Linked DNA regions of Mus musculus: regions 2, 3, 4 and 5 are each linked to region 1. A link is a contact called in public HiChIP or PLAC-seq data. All regions are on one chromosome and are shown on one strand. The core of a region is the stretch at or near the end of the contact, and the rest is flanking DNA. Distances in the headings are between cores, read along the strand shown.

Region 1 (2,509 bases), core at 7-2,506:
AAATACCCTTTAACTCAAAGACCTCCCTTTCTGTTTACTTAGGTTCACTCTCTGTCAGCGGGCTGCTTGCTCTGCCTCTTGACCTAGGGTTGACTTTATTTAGCTCTTGGATTAAAGGTGTGTGTTAGGGCTGAGCCACACCACAACAATGTGATCAAATAAAGGTAGTGTAGCTCAGGGTTGGGGATAAACTGAGTCAGTTTTATCTGAGATCAGAGAACCTCTGGGCAGCAGCAGATGAGAGAATGGGGGTACAAGAAGAAAAGGGGTGGATCGGCTGGCACTAGTCTCACTAGTTCTTAAGTGCTCCTCTGCTCTGAGGACAAGGGCGCAGCCCCACTATGGCGGGAAGTTAGGGGTTCTGGGAGAACTCTGTGCAGCTTACTTTGAGAGCAGTAGCTACCAACACAGGCCGGCAAGAAATTCTAGCCCTTTGGTCATTTGCATTTAGAATTCCGCAGCGCCGCAGAAGCTGGCCAACTCGTGCTTACATATTAATTTTTTTTAATACGGGTGAGCGTGTGGGTGCATGGGAGAAGGAACTTGCAAAGTGGTTTGATTTTTAAATAAAGAGTGAACTGTAAAACCAGGCATCAGCAGAAAGCGCTAAGTCAAGAGCGCAGACACGCCCCCAAGCCACACCCCCAGCGAAATGCCAGTCTCAAGACTCCCACGTCTGGCGCGCGCAGGCTTGTGGGGTCAGGGGCGCGTAGTTTGTGTGTGAGAAAGGGGATGCTCAGGTCAGAGGCACAATCTCCTCCGTTATCAGACGGCGCAAGATGTCAAAGAGATGCACTGATCAGGGGTGTGTGCTATGAGGGGGCGCACAGTGCATACACAATGCGGATACTTCCCAGCACCATCATTAGGATCTTGGGAGTGGGGTGGGGTGGAATGCACGGATCCCGGACACGGATACTCCCTAGTCCCATCCCCACCTACGGGATAATGGGGAGCACACGGGTCGGGGGCACAGATGTTTTCCCAGCCGCAGCCGTGAGGTCCTGAAAGGCCCATGCACACAGGTTAGGATCACGCACTGCACCGGCGCGAATCACCCTAGACTTGGCCCGTGGGGCCGCACAGCCACAGGATTCTTGGCATTGGAGCCCAGACCAGGCTTCAGCTCTAAGGCCGCTGTCCCCAGGGCGCGCGCACCAGGGGCGCGCAAGGCCGGGATGGGCGGGTCGGGTGCGGACGCGCGCTCCCGGGGGCGCGGCGCTGCCAATCGCACACAAAGGCCGCCCAGCAGATCATGTGGTGCGGCGGGAGGAAGTGCGGCTTGTTTTCCCGGCTAGGCTCTGGAGCGGCGGGCGCGGCGCGATGCGCGGGTACCCGGGAGCGAACGGCTGCGAGCCCTGATGAAGCTCGAGCAGCCCCAGCCTGATGGAGGCGCCTCCGTGGGAGCCGGTGCGCAATGACTCCCTGCCTCCCACGCTGAGCCCCGCGGTGCCGCCCTACGTGAAGCTCGGCCTCACCGCGGTCTACACCGTCTTCTACGCGCTCCTCTTCGTGTTCATCTATGCGCAGCTCTGGCTGGTGCTGCGCTACCGTCACAAGCGGCTCAGCTACCAGAGCGTCTTCCTCTTCCTTTGCCTCTTCTGGGCCTCGCTGCGTACCGTGCTCTTCTCCTTTTACTTCCGAGACTTCGTGGCAGCCAACTCGTTCAGCCCCTTCGTCTTCTGGCTGCTCTACTGCTTCCCCGTGTGTCTACAGTTCTTCACCCTCACGCTCATGAACTTGTACTTCACGCAGGTGAGAGACGCTCACCTGCCGGGGTCGCCCACCATCCTCCGGGAGGGGTAGGTCTCCTCGGCCGCAGGTGGAGAGGGTCGGGGCGAGGTGCAGGTTCTAGGGTGCTGAGACCATCCCATCTGCAGGCCCTACTCTCAGGCGACCCCCAGTTGTTCCCAAACGTAGGGAGGACCCACCGGGTGCCTGGAGTCTTCTGTGCACATCACATTCGGTGCTGATGCAAGAGGTGTCTGATTCTACTTTCCCCTGTCTCCCTTGCTCATCTCAAGACACCTACCCCTTATCCTGGAAGGCCATCTGCATGTTGGCTCCACTTTGGGGCCAGGCACCAGCCTGTTGGAAGTAATGATGAGACAGGCTTGATTTTGATGAGATGTTTTGAACCTTTGGGATTAGGATCCCTACTGTACTGTGAATTAGTAACTCATTCCACAGGATTGCTTCACTAGGGCAGTCTGGTGGCACACCCAACTCCTCAGTTGCAGGAGGTTTTTGGCTTGCTGTCTGAGCTCATCGGAGAAGCCCCAAGAAATAAGCCATAAAATTGAACCTGGACTCTTTTACAGGACCAGCAGCTTGGTTTTATGAGACCCGTAGTTAATGAGCTAAAGGGTTGCACGAGGGCTCTTGTGGCTGTGTCTCAATGAAAGTACAGTGATTGCAGGAGGCTGAGTAAAGCATTAGCCAAGGCTTAATGATACTGATGTTGCCCTTACCGACTACTCCAGTTCCCATTAGCTTCCCAGGCACTAAG
Region 2 (2,509 bases), core at 5-2,504, 1.0 Mb after region 1:
GCCATTCCAGACACTTCTGCGCTGGCTTGAGGAGGAAATAAGGAGACAAGTGAAGGAGGAACGATGAAATGTTTTCATCCAGCTGCTTGTTCACTGCTTTGGTCTGGACGCTGCGCTCCAAGCCTTTTGCCAGCTGGCTGAACAATGGCGCTTCAAACTGTTCAAAGGCAGGGTCAATCCCAAGAAGCTCCTCCAGGCCAGTGCATCCTAGGAGGAGAGTCACGTGTAACTTCTTTGTAGGCAAACCCAACAGATACTCTCCTGTTCTCCTCACCCCCAAGCTCATGAACTCTGTTACCATGTGTTAGACACTCTCAAACACTGGCTTTAGTTGTTAACATATAGGATAAATCTGACCCCCACTCACTAGGAGAAAAGAAAGTACTTCATGACAAGAACTCCACCCGAGCCCTTCTTTTTAGTCATTAAAACTACATCTAGTTCTGAAAGTCTCCTCTCACACCACAGTCATTGTCTCGGTTTCTTTACTTTTCTTCCTTTTTACATATTAGTTAGTTTGTGAAATTTCAGATACCATTATTTATAAATACATTCACACATCTAGCAGTATTGCTGTTTCCCACCCCCTTACCAAGAAAACAAGGTACTGCTCGGGAAGCGAACGGGGGGGGGGGCAAGAAAATACAGAACCTCCCCCCCCCCCAACTCCCCGATATCATGCTCTGGGAGCTTTGCTAAGTGAAAGGTGGCTCACCGATGGCAAAGGCGGTGTCCCTGTCGATTGTGGCCGCCTCCTTGGGGTCAAATAACAGAGAGGCAACTTCACGTCTCGATAGGAGGCTGGGATCAGTTTGAGGGAGGGCGAGTCGCTGGAGCTGCTGGGCTAAGGACGTCATCTTGCACGGAGGCGGATGTCTCAAAACACCGGCTAAGAACGAACAGCGTGAAAAGTTTTTAGGAAACGTCAGGCGCCTTAACAGATGGCAGGCCAGGGCTCATGCTCTGGCAATACAGCGCTCAGTCCTTTCGAGGACACAGAAACTTGCTTCCCCGACCCTCCAGGACCCACCACAGCAATTGCGTTAACTACGCCTCCGCAGCACCAGCTTTCCCCAGCTCTGCACCACGACCTCACGGCCCACCCGGCCACCCGTTCCAAGTCACGGCCGCGCCTAGCCGCACCGTGCTCCTCCTCACCCTGAACTCGGAATATCAGCAGGATTAGACAGCTAACAACTCCTCAGATCAGCTCCCACATGGTGCCGGCACTGTCCCGGAACTCTAAAGCACGCCTCATAGGAACTTCCGGCTTCTCACTACGGCAAGAGAAAAGGGACACCTTTGTAGAAAACGCAATACAACGGCCCCGCCTCCGTGACTCTAAGTTCCGCCTATTCAGGCCAGCCATTTAATTCCCCGCCTACTTTCCCCTCTAAGGGCCTGAACCTCAAAGCCCCACCCTCCGCTCGCTCATCCAGTTAAGCTCCGCCTTCCATCCGCACCTCTTTCCAAGACACCACATTTATTCCACGCCCCTCCTTTAAGCTCCACCCTCACGAAAATGTGCTAAGCCACGCCTACAGTACCTCCCCCTTCTTTCCAGAAAGCCACCTATAAGTCCCGCCCCTCCGCTCCTTGGTGCTACAGCTCGCTTCTCTAGGTACCCGACGCCTCGCTCAGTGTTGCTATGTGCCTTCAGGCTTAGGTCTGGGATTCTTTTTCCCCAACCGCCTTTGGGAGCTTTACGGGTGTGTAGCAGGAACCGGTCATTCACGAGATACTTATCCAGCCTGCGAGGGGCTGAAGCGCGGGAAGCCGCGTTTCTAATTCTAATGCTACCCGAGGAGGGCACAAACCTAACGTGAGTTGTAGTTCTCAGTGCAATCTGGTTGCTCTGTAAGTAGTAAACACTCGCTGAACGCAGTTACTGACAACCTTATCACCTTTGCCTTGTCTGCAGTCCTAGGGAGTGGTGTTTTTCTTATTCTGTTATTATTATTATTAGAAACATGACATTTTAATTTTTTTAAGTGAAAATAACTTTTTTCAAGATGGGAGGTGGCGGCTCACTTCTTTAATTCCAGCTCGAGGGAGGCAGAGGCAGTCAGATCTGAATTCGAGGCAAGCCTGATTTGTGGAGTGAGTTTCAGAATATCCAGAGCTGCACAGAGAAACCTTGTCTCAAAAACAAACAAAAAACAAAAACAAAAAATACACAAAACTTTTTTGTTTTCATATTCTGGTTACAGTTTCGTTCCACAACTCTTCCCAGATCCTCCAACACTTCCCCTTCCACCCAAATCCACACCGTTTTTTCTCTTTCTTATTTAGGGTACAAACATACGATGATGACGACGAAGGCGATAGGCAAAATAAAAACAAACATCAGAATAAGACAAAACAAAGAGAAGAAAAAAGTGCCAAAGAAAAAGCTCAAGAAACACATATAGAAAGAGACATACCTGCTTATACACACAGAAAGCTTATAAAAATGCAAAACCAGAAACGGAGATATATACGCAAAGGACCTATAAGGAGGGGAAAAGAT
Region 3 (2,509 bases), core at 7-2,506, 930 kb after region 1:
AGACAACACTGTGGCATGACCCCAGCGAGTTCTGAGGCTGAGTCAGGCTTATAATGTTTTTCCAGTCTGCTTTGATACCAGTTTAAGTACATGCAAAATAATATCAGTTCTGGGTCAAGGACAAGCAGGACTATAAACACAAACAGTCAAGGAACAAAGTCCTGTGATCAATGTTTCCAGGCAGGGGCTTATCAAGATGACCAAGATATCTGAGCCTACTTCCCTCTCCTAGCCCAAAGTCACATTCTTGACTGAAGCCTACTTCTTTGCTCTAGCCCAAAACGATATTCCTGCCTGAGCTTACTTCTGTGTCCTGGCCCAATGTTTAATTCCTGCAAAGTTTCTAGAAACGGGCTCCAAAAGCTCTCCACACCCTATCTCTTACAAACCCCAGAAAGTGTAGTGAGAAGCCTACCACACCTAGTAATAACAACAGAGCTAAGACAACATACATCAAGGGTTAACTCCAGCTATTAAAGTAGAATCTTGAGGAGTTAATCAAAATTAGAAAATGGACATGAGGAAGGAGAAAAAGTAACGAATCAGAACACGAGGTTGCTGCTAAGAGGCTTTAAAAAAATAAAATACAAGTTCAAAACAAAATAAAACACACAGCCAGAGAAAAAGACCAAATGGCTATGTCAAACATGTCCTTTAAAAACAAACATGGCTAATATCTAGAAAAGAACATAACCTTGAGGCCATTAGGACATCAAAACTAGGTAGCTCAGTCAGCCATTCTCAGCGCCCTACAGTTTTATTTAAGTTTGTTCGTACAAATACGGGGCAAACCGTCAGCAGTGCAGCGCCCTGACTATGCAGCTCAGTGCTTATTGACCATCTACTCTGCTCAGAACTGAGCATCAGTGTCTAAACTGTTTCCTAAGGAAGCGTTCCCTGTAGTAAACTCCAGCACAGAATAAGCGGCCAATCACCCAGTGTTGACATGTTCTGGCTACTGCTCACAGGATGGGGTTTCTTGCAGGGACAAAGAAGAACGAATTCCTCCACACACAAGGCTAGTTATTGGCAATGAGTGGCTGCTAAATCTGATTGGCTCACAACATTGTTCAGTTCTGACCCAAGGCTGCAAAGGAGGCAAACCCAGGAGTACCCCGGCCACACCCCCCACGATTATTCTTTAAGTGTATTTTTAACACCCTTGAGATCAGGTATCTGTCCCAGAGTGACCCCGAATTCCTTAAGTTCTCCAGTATGACATTGAACTTGTGGTCCTCCTGCCTCCACCTCGCAGGGCTGGAACTACAGGGGTGCACCCCGACCGATTTGTGCAGAGCTGGGTGGAAATCAACCTGGGGGCTTCCAGCACGTGAGGTGAGCCACACCCCAACCCCAGCCAGCCACTCCCACAGCCAGCCATAGGTCTGCGTGTGTGACATTAAGAGCCCAACAGCCCCAGCTCGCAGCACTCGGACGCCCCGCCCCTGCAGTCGTTCTCGCGGAAACGGCCGCGGGCTGACCCCGCCCTCTGCCTGTGGCGGCTCCGGGAACCGGACGGCGTCCGTCAGGGGACACAAGTCGGAGCAAAGCGCTTACTACCACCGGGGTGAGTCCTGGCGACTGCGGGCTCAGGGACATCGGGATACCACTGTTCCCGGACCGGAATCCGAGTGTGGACACGGCATCCCGCCGTCTCCTCCGTGACACATGCACGGGGCACCGGACACCGGGAGCGATCGTGGGTTGAGGCTTGTACTGGGACCGTAGTGTCGGGACAACGCTGACTGCTGCGGTGAGGGCTCTCCGCTCGGCGGCTCACCTGCCAGGGAAAGGGCGAGCATCACCTGGATCCCCAAGAATGACAGGCCCAGGGACAGTTGACAGCTGTGTCACACTCCGTTATTCCAGACACGCACTTTAGCATGCTGCGTCATTCTATCCCAACGTTAAACACGGGGAAACGCAATTTCTCTGGGTTTGGGAATCGTCCTAAACCTAAGCCACGGCTTGTTGTGACTGACGGTGATACGTGTCTGGAGACTTCGGAGAGTAGTTATTTAATGCCAACCTAGGCCATCTTGATCTCTCTCCGGGAAAGATATCAATTATGGATGTGGTGATGGCAATTCCTTGTCTCCTTTTTGCTCTAGTTCGTGCTTCCTGGATTGCACAGAACAGAATTAAAGGCTCAGAGGATTTGAATAAAATGAGTTAGTGACAGATACTAGGTAGGGGTCTAGGGTGGTTTTTAGGGGTGTAACCAAGAGAGATGCAATTTTCTTTTCTCCGGTAAAATAAGAGATTTGGCGAGTGCCTATTGTCTACAGCCTGGCGGAACTGTAGGAAGTAAAAGACAGGAAACTCTAGTTTCATTTTCTGGCTTGGTTCTGGTTTGAGTCATCAGGACTAGAGGTAGTAAATGATTCAGTGGGCAGGGCGCAGTGCCGAGGGGGCGCTCTTATCTTTCAAAACCGGGCTGATGCAAAACATTGCATTTGGTATTCCCCGGAGTAACTCTGCCACCCCCACCCCACCCTCAACTTACTTA
Region 4 (2,509 bases), core at 4-2,503, 870 kb after region 1:
AGCATCTTATGGAGAATACAAACCAACCCCAAGAGTGCCGTGAGCCTCAGAACCACAGAGCAGCCTGGGGGGCACCACAAAGATACATTGGCATTTGCTGTCTCCCTGAAATGTTCAGTTTATTAATTAATCTGAATTGGGTAATTTGTTAATGAAATTGTCCAGCAAATACTGAAATAATCTTTCTTTTCTTACTTCCTCCTCCTCCCCCCTTCCTCCTCTTTTTTAATAAAGCCCCACACCATAAAGTTCTTGGTGGTCTCAAACTCCAGACTCCCCTCCTGCCTCAGTCTCTTGTGTGCTGGGATTACAACGTATATCATCAGGCTGGGGCTTATGCATGCCAGGCACTCTACTACTGACCTACATCCTTGGCTGGCATCTCCTTTAAACTCCTTTTTTAAAAAGAAAATAGTTCTATGCTTATGTCCAAGGCAGATATAGATTATGTGCTTCCTTTCAGAGATTCCTATTAAATGTAACGTGTCTGTAACCTTTGTATATGGCACATAGTGAAGATGCTGCCACTAGAGCTGGAGAGGCAGCTTAGCCTTGAAAGTGCTACCACTTTTGCAAAAGACCCAAGCTCAGTTCCTAGCAAGGCCACAACCACCAGCAACTCCACCTTTAGGGGAGCTACCACCGTCTTCTAGACCCTGTAGGCACTGTACTTGTGTGTTCATACCCCTCACCCCCAATATGATTTAAAAAATAATAGAAATAACTTAAACTTTTAAATAAAATATAGCCATTTTAAAAGATCAGATTCGCCATGCAGTGGTGGCACATGCCTTTAACCCCAGCACTTGGCAGGCAGAGGCAGGTGGATTTCTGAGTTCTACAGAGTGAGTTCCAGGACAGCCAGGGCTATACAGAGAAACCCTATCTCGAAAAAACCCAAAAAACAAAAAACAAAAAAATAAAAAAATAAAAGATCAGATTCTCTGCTCTTAATTAGAATAAAATCCCATTTAAGCTAAATCTTAATTCGTTTAAGGGCCCATGGGTTCTGCATTTCTAACAGAACCGTATACTGTTTTTTTGGTTTTTGCTTTTTCCTTCAGAGGAGTAAACCAGAGACCTCAAGACTGACTTTTCTTCCCGCTCCTTTGTGTAGTGCTCACCCAGGAGGTCAGGCAGTAACTAATGCCAAAGAAACATCAAATTAGAAAGTGCTAGCGTGTGCGGTCATGCCGCCGTTCAGGCTGCCTGAAGATTAGGAAACTGTTCAAACATCAAATCGCCGGCAGGCGTCTCAGCCCGGGCCTGTGCAAGGAGCACGCTGGGAGTGCTTTGGTGTCCCAGCTGAGGACGAGATTAGGAGCCGGGAAAGCCACCCGCGCGTGCGGCAGCCAGGGGAAGGCTAGCTGAAAGGCTCTCCCAGTTGCGATCGCGTGGGACCTCCGTGGTAAGACCAGGGTTCTACGCCCTAGGTACCAGCAGGGCAAGTGCTCCGGGGGCCCCTCGGTGTCCTCTCGTGCCCAACCGCAACCCACGGAATCCTCTCCAGAGTTCTGGAGAGACTCGCGCCGGGAAGGGGCTTTGCTAATTGCAGGAAGTGAGCACGAGGAAGAAGTGGCAGAGATCAAGAAGAGGAAAGGGAGGAGGAGGAGCAGCAGCAGCAGCAGGGCAGAGCGCAGACAGAGTCGCGCATTACCACGCAAGAGGTTGGGTCCCTGCGATCCTGCTGTTCTCAGGGGTCCTAGAGACTGTCCACCCCTGCTCGGACACTCATCTGTCCTCTCCTGGTCTTCATGGCTTCTCCGGACGACCCTCTGCGCTCAGGTAAAGCGGCAAGGTGCCGCGCCCTCACTTGGGGTGTGACCACCAGCTGGATTAATGAGACTGAAAGACTGAACTTCAGTCATCCCCTGGGAGCGGTTTTTTTTTTCTTTCTTTCTTCCTTCCTTCCTTTCTTTCTTTCTTTCTTTCTTTCTTTCTTTCTTTCTTTCTTTCTTTCTTTTTTTTTTTTTTTTTTCTTTTGGACACCAGGGCGCCAGATGTGTGTCAGGCTGGATGGGAACAGCTGCGGCACGCGTCTTACCTCTCCCGATCCTACCCCTGCGCTTGCCCCTCTGTGAGCAGCAGCTGATCGCTCGCTTCCTGCACACTGCAAGGTGTGCGTGGTCCCTCTCCCCACGCGGAGGCCCGGCCGAGCGCTTTTGTTCTGGGCCACGCGGGTGCCTGGTTGAAACAAGTCAGCCAACCTTTGATAGAAAAGAACATAGGAGGGAGGATTCTGCACCCCCTTCCTTCCAGGCTCTCCCTTGCTTTCCACTCGCACATTTCCTTGTTCGTCTTCTCCCTCCTAGCTTCACTTTGCTGAGATGTGTTTGCTTCTGTGCAAGTCTTAACCTCTCCGAGCCACTATTCAACTATTATACTGTCCACAGAGCCACGAGGCTGAGCCCACATGCGCAATCCCCACCTGTGGAGGTCTCTAGTCCCCGTAGTACATTAAAAATGTGCTTTGATATCTGAGGTCAGAATCTAGATTTTTCTATCGCTT
Region 5 (2,509 bases), core at 6-2,505, 830 kb after region 1:
CTGTTTATTTTTATCAAATCATTCAAGAGAACTCACACATGGACACAAACAGAATATTCTTGTATTCTAGGACTTCATGCTGGACACCATAACACCATGAACAAGGCAGAAAAACATGTTTACACGGTTACTCTCACAGTTACCATCATTTTTTTTTCTCTTAGCAATGAGTGTTAATTGCTTCAAACTGCATGCCCCTCATTATCAGGCCATCTGAGACACTTTTGTTTTTCTTCGGTTTTGGCTCTTCGAGCTAGCACTTTGCAGCAGGTGCAGACAAGATATAGCAGCATCTGGCAACCTGTTCAAACCTTCCTCACTAAAAGAGGCAGAGCTAACCTATCTCTTTTCAAGGCAAGAGGCTGTGCTTTGGCTTTCGAGTATGTAGTGAACACTTCAGTAATACCTGCCTAACCAAGGCAACGTCAAAGTCTACCGGACTGTCCAGCCAGCAAGCCTCACTATAGACTTAAGAAGCCCACAGTAGGGGCCTAGGCCCTCCAGTGTCATAACTGGGCTCACCTGGCATGCCACTTTGCATACGTAGGACAGGTGGATAATTATAAAGCGGGTAATGCCTATAGCTATCTCTAGAGCACAAGTTCAAGGAAATGAAGTAATGCCCCCTCTAGCCCAGGAAGAGGATGGAGGGTCTGCCTCCCTGTCATCTGAGGGAAGGATGTCAGAGGTTTGTGTCCCCAACACCTTCACCACTCAAGACTTGTGTCTCCCCGTCACCATCACAAAGATAAAGCCGCTAGCGCTTACTGGCCGTCACCATCTTCCTCTTCCGTAAACCATCACCACGCGTGTCGTGTCCCCGCGCCCGCCGCGCTTTACAGACGTTTCCCGCACTAGCCGGCGCGGTTCTCAATCCCTGGCTGGCCACTCGCACCTGCACCTCGGCCTCTCGGCGACGCCGGCGTGACCCGTCCCCTGCCTTTGGTCCTCGGGCTTACCTGAGTCTTGACCAGACTTGAGAGGAAGCTCAGGGTGACAAGCAGTTGCACCGCGGCCGCCGCCCCCTGCCCAGTAACGGCCCGGCGGAACCCCGGACTCATGGTGACCTCGGCCGCTGCCGTCGCCTCGGCCGATCGGGGCTGGGGAACGACGGCCCGCCGCGACGACGACAGCAGGGGGCAGTGCCTGGGAGCCGGGAGCCTCCAGGACCCGGGGTCTGAGCGCCGGTCTCGGGCAAGGAACACTCTACCGTTCGCAGCAGCAGCGACTGATGTACCAGTGCTGCGCGCCCCCGCTTCATCCCAGGAGGCCCCGCCCCCGGCGTCCTCAGTTATGATCACGCCCTCTGCGCAAAGCCTTCTGGGAGTTGTAGTCCCTGTAGCCCCTTGGGGCCCCCCCACAGTGGGAAGGTCTTGAAAATGGAGAACTACAGGCTCGGAGGTCGCTCTGCCTCCCTGAGGCGGGGCTCCGCGGCGGCCAATGAGGCGGGACCACGAGGCCTCCAAAACACCCAGGAGCAGGCGGGAGAGTGGGTGCTGTTTTAGGGGTTGGCCTGAGGTGGTGGAACCTCTGTTTCGTCGCTCTGAGAAACAAGACTGTCCACCCCCATCCCCGCAGGTCTTCAGGCACTATGCCAATAGCTCTTTGTCACCGCTTGACCTACTGGGGCCAGGATTTTCTCGCCAGGCCGGCCGAATCTTTGACTTGCTATTCCCAAGAGCTTTCTTTGCCTTTTTTCTCACCTCTGCAGCTACCTAAAACCACCTGGCATCTTGTCAGGAAGTCTTCAGCACCTCCTTCATGTCACATGCCCCAGAAGTATCATTGCTTGGTGTCTCCACTACTCCTCTACCAACACCAGAAAATCTATAATACATTTTAAAGGATGAAGGAAAACCCCAGTCTATACAGTGAAAAACGAAGAATCGGGATAAACGCACAGAAAAGCTTAAAGGGACATAGACTATCCCAAATGTAACACATTCTAGATGGTTTTGTGGTCTTAATTACACCTCAAATATTGTTCTGGGATTATGTAAGGTTATGTACATAAGCTTCCTGTAGTCCCTAGCAAATAAGTGATCAATTAATGGTAATCGCTAACTTTACCGATATTCCTGAGTTATAGGAAACTTACATTCAGTAGTATGTATCAATTTGTCATTGTTGATGTAACAAATGACCAGAAGGGTAGTGATTGAAAACAACCCCAATGTATTATCTTACATTCTGGAAGCCAGAAAACTAAAACAAACTGCATCCATTTGGAATATTCTAGAGAATAATGTTTCCTTGCTTTTTCTAGCTTCTATGGCCAATCAAATTCCTAGATTCAGGACCTCACATGACACAGTGGCATAGCCTGCTTTTGTCGTCTGTGCTTTCTGACCCTATCTCTCTTGTGTCCCTACATATAAAGACTTTCGATTGCATGGTGCTCACCCGGATAACCCAGGCAATTTCCTGATCTCAAAATCCTTAATCACATCTTCAAAATCTCCTCTGGCCTCTCTGGTAACATGAGAACATTCGCATCCATGATTCCATC

The links. HiChIP or PLAC-seq counts read pairs in DNA pulled down with a chosen protein or histone mark.
Region 2: a contact with region 1 is called in an H3K4me3 HiChIP or PLAC-seq map of embryonic stem cells, with 6 times the contacts expected there. The contact joins the promoter of Heatr1 here to the promoter of Gpr137b in region 1. A contact is called at or near these places in 2 of 115 datasets of contacts at active chromatin or transcription factors (embryonic stem cells and stem cell-derived neural progenitor cells).
Region 3: an H3K4me3 HiChIP or PLAC-seq map of stem cell-derived neural progenitor cells shows a contact between it and region 1, with 12 times the contacts expected there. The contact joins the promoter of Lgals8 here to the promoter of Gpr137b in region 1. A contact is called at or near these places in 2 of 115 datasets of contacts at active chromatin or transcription factors (embryonic stem cells and stem cell-derived neural progenitor cells).
Region 4: a contact with region 1 is called in an H3K4me3 HiChIP or PLAC-seq map of stem cell-derived neural progenitor cells, with 11 times the contacts expected there. The contact joins the promoter of Edaradd here to the promoter of Gpr137b in region 1. A contact is called at or near these places in 2 of 115 datasets of contacts at active chromatin or transcription factors (embryonic stem cells and stem cell-derived neural progenitor cells).
Region 5: an H3K4me3 HiChIP or PLAC-seq map of stem cell-derived neural progenitor cells shows a contact between it and region 1, with 11 times the contacts expected there. The contact joins the promoter of Ero1b here to the promoter of Gpr137b in region 1. A contact is called at or near these places in 2 of 115 datasets of contacts at active chromatin or transcription factors (embryonic stem cells and stem cell-derived neural progenitor cells).

The regions. Positions count from the first base shown.
Region 1 is chr13:13,392,371-13,394,879 of GRCm38.p6, reverse strand. It overlaps Gpr137b (G protein-coupled receptor 137B), which reads left to right and starts at 1,256. Exons shown (of 7, transcript NM_031999.2): 1 at 1,256-1,755. The coding sequence starts at 1,387.
Region 2 is chr13:12,394,120-12,396,628 of GRCm38.p6, reverse strand. Heatr1 (HEAT repeat containing 1) reads right to left here and starts at 1,254. Exons shown (of 45, transcript NM_144835.4): 1 at 1,159-1,254; 2 at 716-889; 3 at 1-207. The coding sequence starts at 857.
Region 3 is chr13:12,460,485-12,462,993 of GRCm38.p6, reverse strand. Lgals8 (lectin, galactose binding, soluble 8) reads left to right here and starts at 1,256. Exons shown (of 10, transcript NM_001199043.1): 1 at 1,256-1,753.
Region 4 is chr13:12,519,194-12,521,702 of GRCm38.p6, reverse strand. It overlaps Edaradd (EDAR (ectodysplasin-A receptor)-associated death domain), which reads left to right and starts at 1,253. Exons shown (of 6, transcript NM_133643.4): 1 at 1,253-1,785. The coding sequence starts at 1,755.
Region 5 is chr13:12,564,629-12,567,137 of GRCm38.p6, reverse strand. It overlaps Ero1b (endoplasmic reticulum oxidoreductase 1 beta), which reads right to left and starts at 1,255. Exons shown (of 16, transcript NM_026184.2): 1 at 960-1,255. The coding sequence starts at 1,061.